Linked DNA regions of Anser cygnoides: region 2 is linked to region 1. Evidence: chromatin contacts called from public Hi-C data. All regions are on one chromosome and are shown on one strand. Each heading gives the region's core, a stretch centred on a gene start, on an enhancer-like site or on the middle of the called end of the contact. The rest is flanking DNA. Distances are from core to core; before and after follow the strand shown. Region 1 holds the start of PPM1B (protein phosphatase, Mg2+/Mn2+ dependent 1B). Region 2 overlaps PPM1B (protein phosphatase, Mg2+/Mn2+ dependent 1B).

The links. A called contact is a pair of places that touch in the nucleus more often than the background predicts.
Region 2: a Hi-C map of liver shows a contact between it and region 1, with 5 times the contacts expected there. The contact joins the enhancer-like site here to the promoter of PPM1B in region 1. A contact is called at or near these places in 2 of 7 Hi-C or Micro-C datasets (both in liver).

Annotation. Positions count from the first base shown.
Region 1 is chr3:28,605,030-28,609,089 of Taihu_goose_T2T_genome, forward strand. PPM1B (protein phosphatase, Mg2+/Mn2+ dependent 1B) reads left to right here and starts at 1,885. Exons shown (of 8, transcript XM_066993801.1): 1 at 1,885-2,130.
Region 2 is chr3:28,659,227-28,663,286 of Taihu_goose_T2T_genome, forward strand. It overlaps PPM1B (protein phosphatase, Mg2+/Mn2+ dependent 1B), which reads left to right. Exons shown (of 8, transcript XM_066993801.1): 8 at 3,882-4,060. The coding sequence ends at 3,911. Among named protein-coding and RNA genes, the nearest start is that of SLC3A1, 5.4 kb to the right of the region's middle. Within about 2 kb of position 1,650, at least 1 of the 3 cell types and tissues checked has open chromatin away from gene starts, as enhancers often do. A contact at or near this core is called in liver, where this site is marked.

The sequences.
Region 1 (4,060 bases), core at 635-3,134:
TCTCCCAGATCATGTGGACACGGCAAGGATAACTAGGTTGATTGGCAGCCGGGTCTGGGCACTCAAATTAGCTTGTCTATTAGCAAGTCTTCCATGGCAGAGGGCGATCCGTGGTCTCAGTGTTCTGTTTCCGAACTTGCTTGTGAGCATCTGTTCTGAGGCAATCGAGGTTTCAGTGTCCATCAACTCTGCCGGCTGGCAGAGAGCTGCGGGAAGCAGCACTACCACGCTGCGTGCCCCTTCCAACCTCCTCCTCGCAGCATACGTGCACTGGACCTGCAGAAAGCACAGCTCCAGCTCCTGTTACCTTTGCTCAAACTGCCTCTGGAGTGCCAGGCAAGGGTTATCTCGTGTGCGTGTCAATGACCTTAAAGCTAAAAGCTGCGTATTTTCTGGACTGTGGATGTAACTCTGGGAAATAATCCCATTGTGCGCCTGTGTGGAAGAGAGAGGGGGCCTATTGTCAAGTTACAGGCTTTTTCAGGGCTTTTCCAAAGCTCCAGAAAAGTTGAGACAGATCAATAAAAACGCTAGGTAAGCTGAGTTTCGACCTATGGCCCCATGTACGACCGCGGTGCCCGTTCAACCCCAGCACATGGTGAAGGGGCACAAAGGATCAGCCCGTGTGCCACCGGTACTGGTACGGGCAGCGCTGGGCTGGGGGAGCCGAGGGGCACACAGCCGCTCTGAGCCCATTCTGTGGCCAGCATAAACCCAACATGGGGTGGCAGGGAGGGAGCTGGGTGTCCCGGGGGTGACCCAGGCTGGCTTCTGCCCCTTGGGAACAGCGGGGGGCTGTGAGGTACTGAGGGGCTGTGAGGTACGGGGGGCTGTGAGGTACCGGGGGCTGTGAGGTACTGAGGGGCTGTGAGGTACCGGGGGCTGTGAGGTAATAGGGGCTGTGAGGTAACGGGGGGGGGCTGTGAGGTACCGGGGGGCTGTGAGGTACTGAGGGGCTGTGAGGTACCGGGGGGCTGAGGTACTGAGGGTCTTTGAGGTACCGGGGGCTGTGAGGCACCGGGGGCTGTGAGCTACTGGGGGCTGATGGCCGTGAAGCACCGGACACGCAACGCAACGGCCCCAACAGGCGGGCGCGAGCCTCCGCCCCCCGGCCGGCCGGCCCCGCGCCCCCTGATTGGCTGCCGGTGATGTCATCGCGCGGACATACGGGCATTTCCCCCCTCCCCTCCCCTCCCCTCCGTGCCGGGGGGGCGCCGCGCACCTTTCCCCTCCCCGCAGGCGCGGCGCGGCCAATCGCGGCGCGGAGCGGCGCGCGCGCCGCGGCTCCGCCGGGGGCCCGCCGGCCCGGCCGGATTGACAGGGGAAGCAGCCAATCGGGAGGAGGCACCCACCGCCCGGTTCCCGCCCACCCCGCGCAGCGGCGGCCGGGGCGAGGGAGGTGGCGGGGGAGTGGCAGCGCCGGGAGCCAATGGCCCGCGGGTAAGGCGGGGCGGGGAGGCTGCGGCGGCGGGGAGGGGCGGGGCGGGGGCGCCGCCTGACAGCCGCTTCCGTCCGGCCAGCCCAGGCGGCGAGGCCGGGCGAAGAAAGTGCGGAGAAAGGCAGGCGCCGCGCGCGCCGGCGCCGTGATGGACGAGAGCGGCGGCCAATAGCTGGCGAGACGGGTGCGAAATGCCCAATCGGGGGACGCTCCCCAGCGGGGCCGGCGGGTGAGCGGCTCGCGGCTCGCCCAATGGCGCCGAGGCTTTCCAGCGCGAGCTGAGCGGGCGCCCAATGACGGCGGGGGGGGGGCGGGAACGGGGCGAGCGACGTCGGCGGCAGCCAATAGCAGGCTCGGGACGGGCGCGGGGAGGGGGGCGGGATCGCCGGGGGGGCGGCTCGGGGGGGGGCCGTGACGTAGCGCGGGGGGGAGGGCGGGGCCGGCGGCGGCCGTCGGGACGGGGGCTCCCAACATGGCGGCGCTGCGGGCGGCGCTCCGGCTGCGCGAGCGGGCGGCGGCTGCGGCCGGCGGCGGCCGGCGCGGGGCGGGCCGCGCCTGAGGGCCTGCGCCTCACGGGCTGCGCCTCGCCGCCTGCCTCGGGGCCCCGCAGCGCACCGCGCGGGACGGGCCCTGCCCTGCCGTGCCCTGCCCTGCCCTGCCCTGCCGGGCCGCCGGCGCCGCTCCGCCGACAGGTACGGGGAGAGGGGCCCGGGCCGGCGGGGAGCGGCGGGGCGCCGCCGGGGGAGCAGGGCCCGGCCGCCGGGGGAGCTGCCCTGCCAGCCGGGCCCTCCTGCGCGGTGCGGGGGGGTCGGGGGGAAGCTGGGGGCAGGGCCCTTGGGGCCGGGCGGGGGGCTCGGCGCCGGGGGTGGGGGCAGCTCGGGGCCGGGGGAAGGGGGGAGCCGTCTGAGGGGCTGGGGGCGGCCGCCTGGTGGGGGGGGCTGAGGGGCATGGTGCCCGGGGTGTGCTCGTGCCTTAGGGGTGCAGGCGGCATGGGAAGGCACACGTGTTTGGGGGTAGTGGTACGCGAAGGCTTGTACACCTGGGAGCGGTAGGCAGCTAATCCTGGACGTGTTGTGAGAACTGAAGGGATAAGCTGTGTGGCTTCTGGACGGTGTGGAGGAGGAGGAGGCTTTGGGCGGCAAGCCCGTGTCCGGCTTCCAGGCACGGTGGCAACAGGTTCCTACAAGGTTCTGAACTTGTTTTGTTTGGTGGCCGCTGCGGTTAGACGTAATGTGCGAGACCTTCGTGTGTAATAGGAGATGGTATGTGGACAGAGAGGCATGCATGTGCTTAGCTGCATGCAAGTTGGTTTGTCGGGCGCTCCTGTCGAGGGCTGAGAGAGATGGCTGGCTGTCACCAGCGGAGCGAGCCCTGCTTCGTGTGTGTTGGGACAGGCCAGGGCAGCAAGCGACGCGGTCTGTGCCCCGGGAGCATGGCAGGAGCCATGGGCTGCTGGCCTGCCTGTGACAACATGGGAAGCCTGGATGTTTGTTGGCTGAGCCATGGAATACAAATTGGAAAACTTACGGCAGTTGCCATATCTTGTAGACACAATGGTGCTGTTTGGAGAAAAGGCCGTGCATGTGCTGGGAGGTATCTGTAGGCATCCATCCGTACTGGTGATGTCAGGCAGTGTAAGCTTCTGTCTGTAAGGGCATCAATGCTTTATTCTTGTGGGTAAATTGCCACGGTTTACTGTAGATTGAGGCTGTGAGGGAACTTGGCCGTATGCTTAGAAGTAGAAATGAGCAGCGGGGGCATTGAAAGGTCTCTGTGGGTTTGGAAAGATGCGGGGGTAGGATGAGTTTGTGGGGATTGTGCTTGTACAGGGCGAAGCTTCCCGTAGGCTGTGCGTCCATGTGTGTACCAGGGCAATGGTATTTGCGCAAAAGGGAAACTGGAATTTTCATAGTGCTGAGTTAGTGGGAACTACAGAGAGAGGAGGCAGGCCTTTTGGCCGCAGATGTGGAAAGCTGAAATGGTGGGGGGGGAGTGGCAGTGAGCTGGGGCTGAGCAGGTGGGAGGCGATGGGCATCCTGTGCTCCCTTTGGTGTGGGGAGAAGTTCCCAGTTGCGGCAGCCCGTGGAAACTGGGAAAAAAAGTGATTGAAGATGAGGGAACTTGTCACTGTTAGGAATACTGTCAGATTAAGAGAGTCTACCAAAACAGTCATGGGGTTCCTGTTAAAGGCTCTTTTTTTCTTCCTCCTCTATATTTTGTTCTATTTGTTCCAGTGAGTAAATTGACCATTAAACGTGAACTTTTGCTGAAACTAGTGCTTGTAATGGTCTTGACTGATCAGGAGCTAACTAAAAGCACTCTGATAAAGACAAGCCCCGTGCACGTGGGCTCAGGGGCTGGGATGTGTCTATGCCTGTGTATTAGATATACCTTTATACTAATGTGAGTATGTGCATCTAGAAGGTGTGAAGTCTTCTGTCCTGGGCATATGGTTGTGCTTGAAGGACGTTTGGTGCATAAAACACTTGAGGGCCAGAGATCTGTGAAAAAATGCTCTGCGTTGGAATGTAAGGCTGTTTGGCTCAGGTGGAAATGAGGAGAAATTGCATTTGTGTATCGTGTGTTCTGCAGGTTTGTGTTAGCATGTGCTTGTTTCCACAG
Region 2 (4,060 bases), core at 400-2,899, 54 kb after region 1:
AATGTCATTAGAGATAAATCTGTAGTAGTGTATATATAGTGTATAGTGTGTGTATAGAGAAGAAAACATACCAGTAATTGTGTGTGTGTATATATACTTATGTATACATATACAATATATGTGTGTGTGTATATATATACATATATATATATAAGAGCAGTTTCTACTGTCTGTTATATGTGGGGTTTCTTGTCTGCTAACACTGAGGGAGACAAGGGAAGCACAAAATGGACCAGCATCAAACGATACAAAGTAGGATGCAGGCTCAAATATCAAGCACTAACAGCACTGTTATTTTGGTTCATAATAGCATTCGAGTTGTTCAGGAGTCTCGGCAATGCTAGCATATTGCTTATTGCATTTACTCTTTAGAGTTGCACAGGAGCAAAAGTATTTACCTCAGTCTGCCAAAAGGGCTTTAAAGATCTGAGTATTGTGGAGTGGGCGTATGTTTGCTAATGTCAAAACCTCAGAGTAAAATTGATGGGACAGAGGAATTATATCAAGTCAAATTTTGATGCTCTGAATTTTTGCTGAATTTGTGCTTCTAAGGCACTAAACCAGTCCCACTTAACGCATTAAAAGTATGTATTTTTAACTTGCTTTTCCTCAACGGGCTCTTGAAGATCTATCTGAATGTGAAAATGCCAGTACGTGGCAGTCACAACATCTGAAACTAAGACCAGAAAACCACAGTGGAAATACATCTCTACTTAAGCAACAAATAGAGCTTAGAGGGATAGCATTATATACAGTAATGCTCACCTTTGTGGTAAAATTGTCTCCTTTTAACTTACATTTTTCTAATCGGTCTTAGGACTTCTATTCCAGCAACATTACAGCATCCAAAATCTTCCTGAACCCAGGATACTGTCTTAATACCTCTATTTAGCTTGAAAATGAGCAATTGCAATATTTGTAGCTTATGAAGCTTTTGGACTAGATAACAATAAAATGAGGTCGGCATGAGAAGAAGGCAGTCTGGATTTTGCCTCTGTTGCAAAATCTGCCAGCTTCAAGTGTTCTAGTTCCATTTGTCTAGCTTGATAACTTGCTAGATATTAATAATTTAAAACATGCTATTCTCTTAAAGCAACAGTACTGCTATAGCACTTGAAAGTTAAAATATTTAATATTGATTTCAATGTGCTGTAATAGATACAGAAGCCTATTGGAAACAAACAAACACCAAAAGAACCCTACAGCAACAAAAGACTTTCCATTGAAGGCTTGTAGACAAATACATGGTTGCAGAAGAGACCTCTGTTCCTTAATCAGTGCGTGTTATTCAGGTTCTGTGCTGTAGGTCACTAAATTTGACTTTAAATGGCTGTTGCTGTGAATTTTTCAATGCAATACACATCTGCCAAAACCATGGTCTTATGTTGTTTAAACCCCACCGCTCCTGGTGCTGATAGGTAGCTGTTTTCTTTCTTTTATGGCAGCATCATGCATGCAGAAATCTGTCTTTAATATAGAGGGATCATCTTCTAAAACACATTGAAGCATTTGTATCGAGGTGATGCTTCAACTAAATTGTTAGTGGTAGCCTGTTCTTTTTTGTAAGCTTTTCACAGAACTGCGTTGCTATCAGCTGTGTGAAAATTCACAATTAAAAATATTGACCTGTTGGCTAAAGAAGCTTAAATGTTCAAATTTCATTCATTTCAAAATGACAATTGTGGAGAATATCTATAAGAAAGACCGTTCGAACCAAGAAGGAGTTAATTGGGTGGAGGTAACATGTTGACACTGTCTGGCTCAAAATAAATTGAAATTATTATTTTAAGGGATGATACCTATTAAAACAGTGTTTTTATATTGTATAAAATAAACATGAATGATACTGTTCTAAGGTGTATGTTGCTAATAAGTGTTTTTATACTTAAATTAGAACAAAGCTGTTGTTTTCTCAGTCAGAAAAGTTGTGTTTTTTTTCAATGTCGTTCTAAAATACCCTAGTTTAACAACTGATTTTTTTGGGGTCTTGAATCTTAAAAAAAGGACCCTGGCGAAGCCGAGGAAAGTGGAACGCAGGGAAAATTGGTGGAAGCACTCAGGCAAATGAGAATTAATCATAGGGGGAACTACCGCCACCTTCTGGAAGAGATGCTGACTAGTTACAGGCTAGCTAAGATACAGGGAGAAGAGTGTACTGCTGAATCAGCTGCAGCTTCTACTTCAGATAATGATGCTGGACCCAGTGACCCTCTACCAGAAAACCCCACAGAATCTGGGAATCACCTTGCTGAAATACAAAGCTCAAGTGAAGATTCAGGGATGAATGAGATGAGCGATAAACAGACGTAATGTCTTTGTTTTATGTAGCGGATTTAACGCTTCTCCTCACTTGGTGATTTTCCTTTGTTTATATCTCAACATTTGTCACATCTATCCTAGAAGTCTGTTGTTTTCACTTTTGATAATTTGTACAGATTGTTTACATAAATATCTTTTTCCTTAGAAGTTCAAAAGCTATGGTATATTACAGTAGTTGCATCTTATGTTATATAGCAACCAGGTAACTTTTGCTTTGAGATTTTTTCAAAATCCTCTGGCACCAACAATAGGAACCTAATATGCTAATGCAAAAGTAAATTAAAGAAAAACCAACAAAACACCTTGTAAGTAAATTCTTAAATAACAATTTTGATGGTATGTTTGCTGTTGTAAAGTAATTCACAACTTAATGGTATCTTTTGTGCAAATTAATTGAATTATATGAATACTTCCCATTTTTCCCCTGCATCATAACTGCATGTTTGTACTTGAATTGTGTATAGTTTATATTACAAGTAAATTACAAAACTTACCACATCTTAGTTTGTCACTTTTTCTTCTTGAAATGTGTACCATTTTTCCAATTTAGTTTGTATCTACTGTTCATAAATACCTATTTTCTAGATGACTGTATTCTTATTTCCCAGGTTGTAGCATAACATTTATCCAGAAATGAAAATGTACTTAGAATTAGTACCTAGTGTCAAGTTTTAAGAGTTTGTGTTTAAGTGAAAATAAAGAACATGCTGTGGAATCACACCTGTATGCATATTGACTCTTTTAAGCAAGTAATAAACTTTCTTTGAAATGCCATTATTCTGACATCAAAACTTCTCTCATAGCTTCCGATATTAACTCATCGTGATGTTCAGTATTTTTTCTACAGATATTTGAGTAATTTTAAGTTTGGTACACTCCTCATTAATCCTCTGTCTGAGCAACGTTTCTCAATTTCAAGTTAAGCATCAGCAATATAAATGAATAAACTGGCTGTTCTACCTAAGTTTACCTTCTACCAAATCATTTTCTTGTCTTTTGGCGTATGACACATGTATGCACATGCATTTGGGTAGGTCGGTTATCATAGTGCTAATTTACAATGGTGGTAACTGATTTGCTAACAGGTTAACTCTGGAACAGTTGTGTCAGTATTCAGTCCTTATTGTAATACTTGCATATAAAAATATCGTTGTTCAAAATAGGTACAAATTTCACTGCCTTAATGAAAAAGAGCCTGTGGGAATTTCTGATGAACCAGGAATACCTTAAGAGTTAAGTTTTAGTACTCTGTAGAATTGTATTTTGTATTCCATAGATGTAGTAGTATCTATTGATAGCTATGATGTAGTATGATATTTAGGTAATATTTAAGTCTTTATGTTAAAATAGCTTTACTGGGGTCATGTTTCATAAAAGTGAATTCTCCTGTGTAGTTGAAGAGCAAAGCATGTTTGTGTGTGGAAGTGGGCAGGTATGAAAAAAGGAGAATGTCGGTTTTATGCTAGTGTTCTAATTAATTATGCCACTTAAATCCAAAGTGCAGCAAAATGTTTTCATTTGTATTGGTGAGTAGTAATATTTCTCCTCTTCTCTTCCTGTAGGGTGCTGGAGATCTAGAAGATCCGTGGTAGCCTTACAAATCTACTAAAATGCTTTTGATTCTGAAAGGGGGAAAAAACTTTTAAATCTGTTTTCTTCAATACAAGGGAAAAATTCTGGTGGATTTCCAACATTTTGTGAAATGGGCAGAAAGATATTAGAATTTTCCATCATTTGTTCA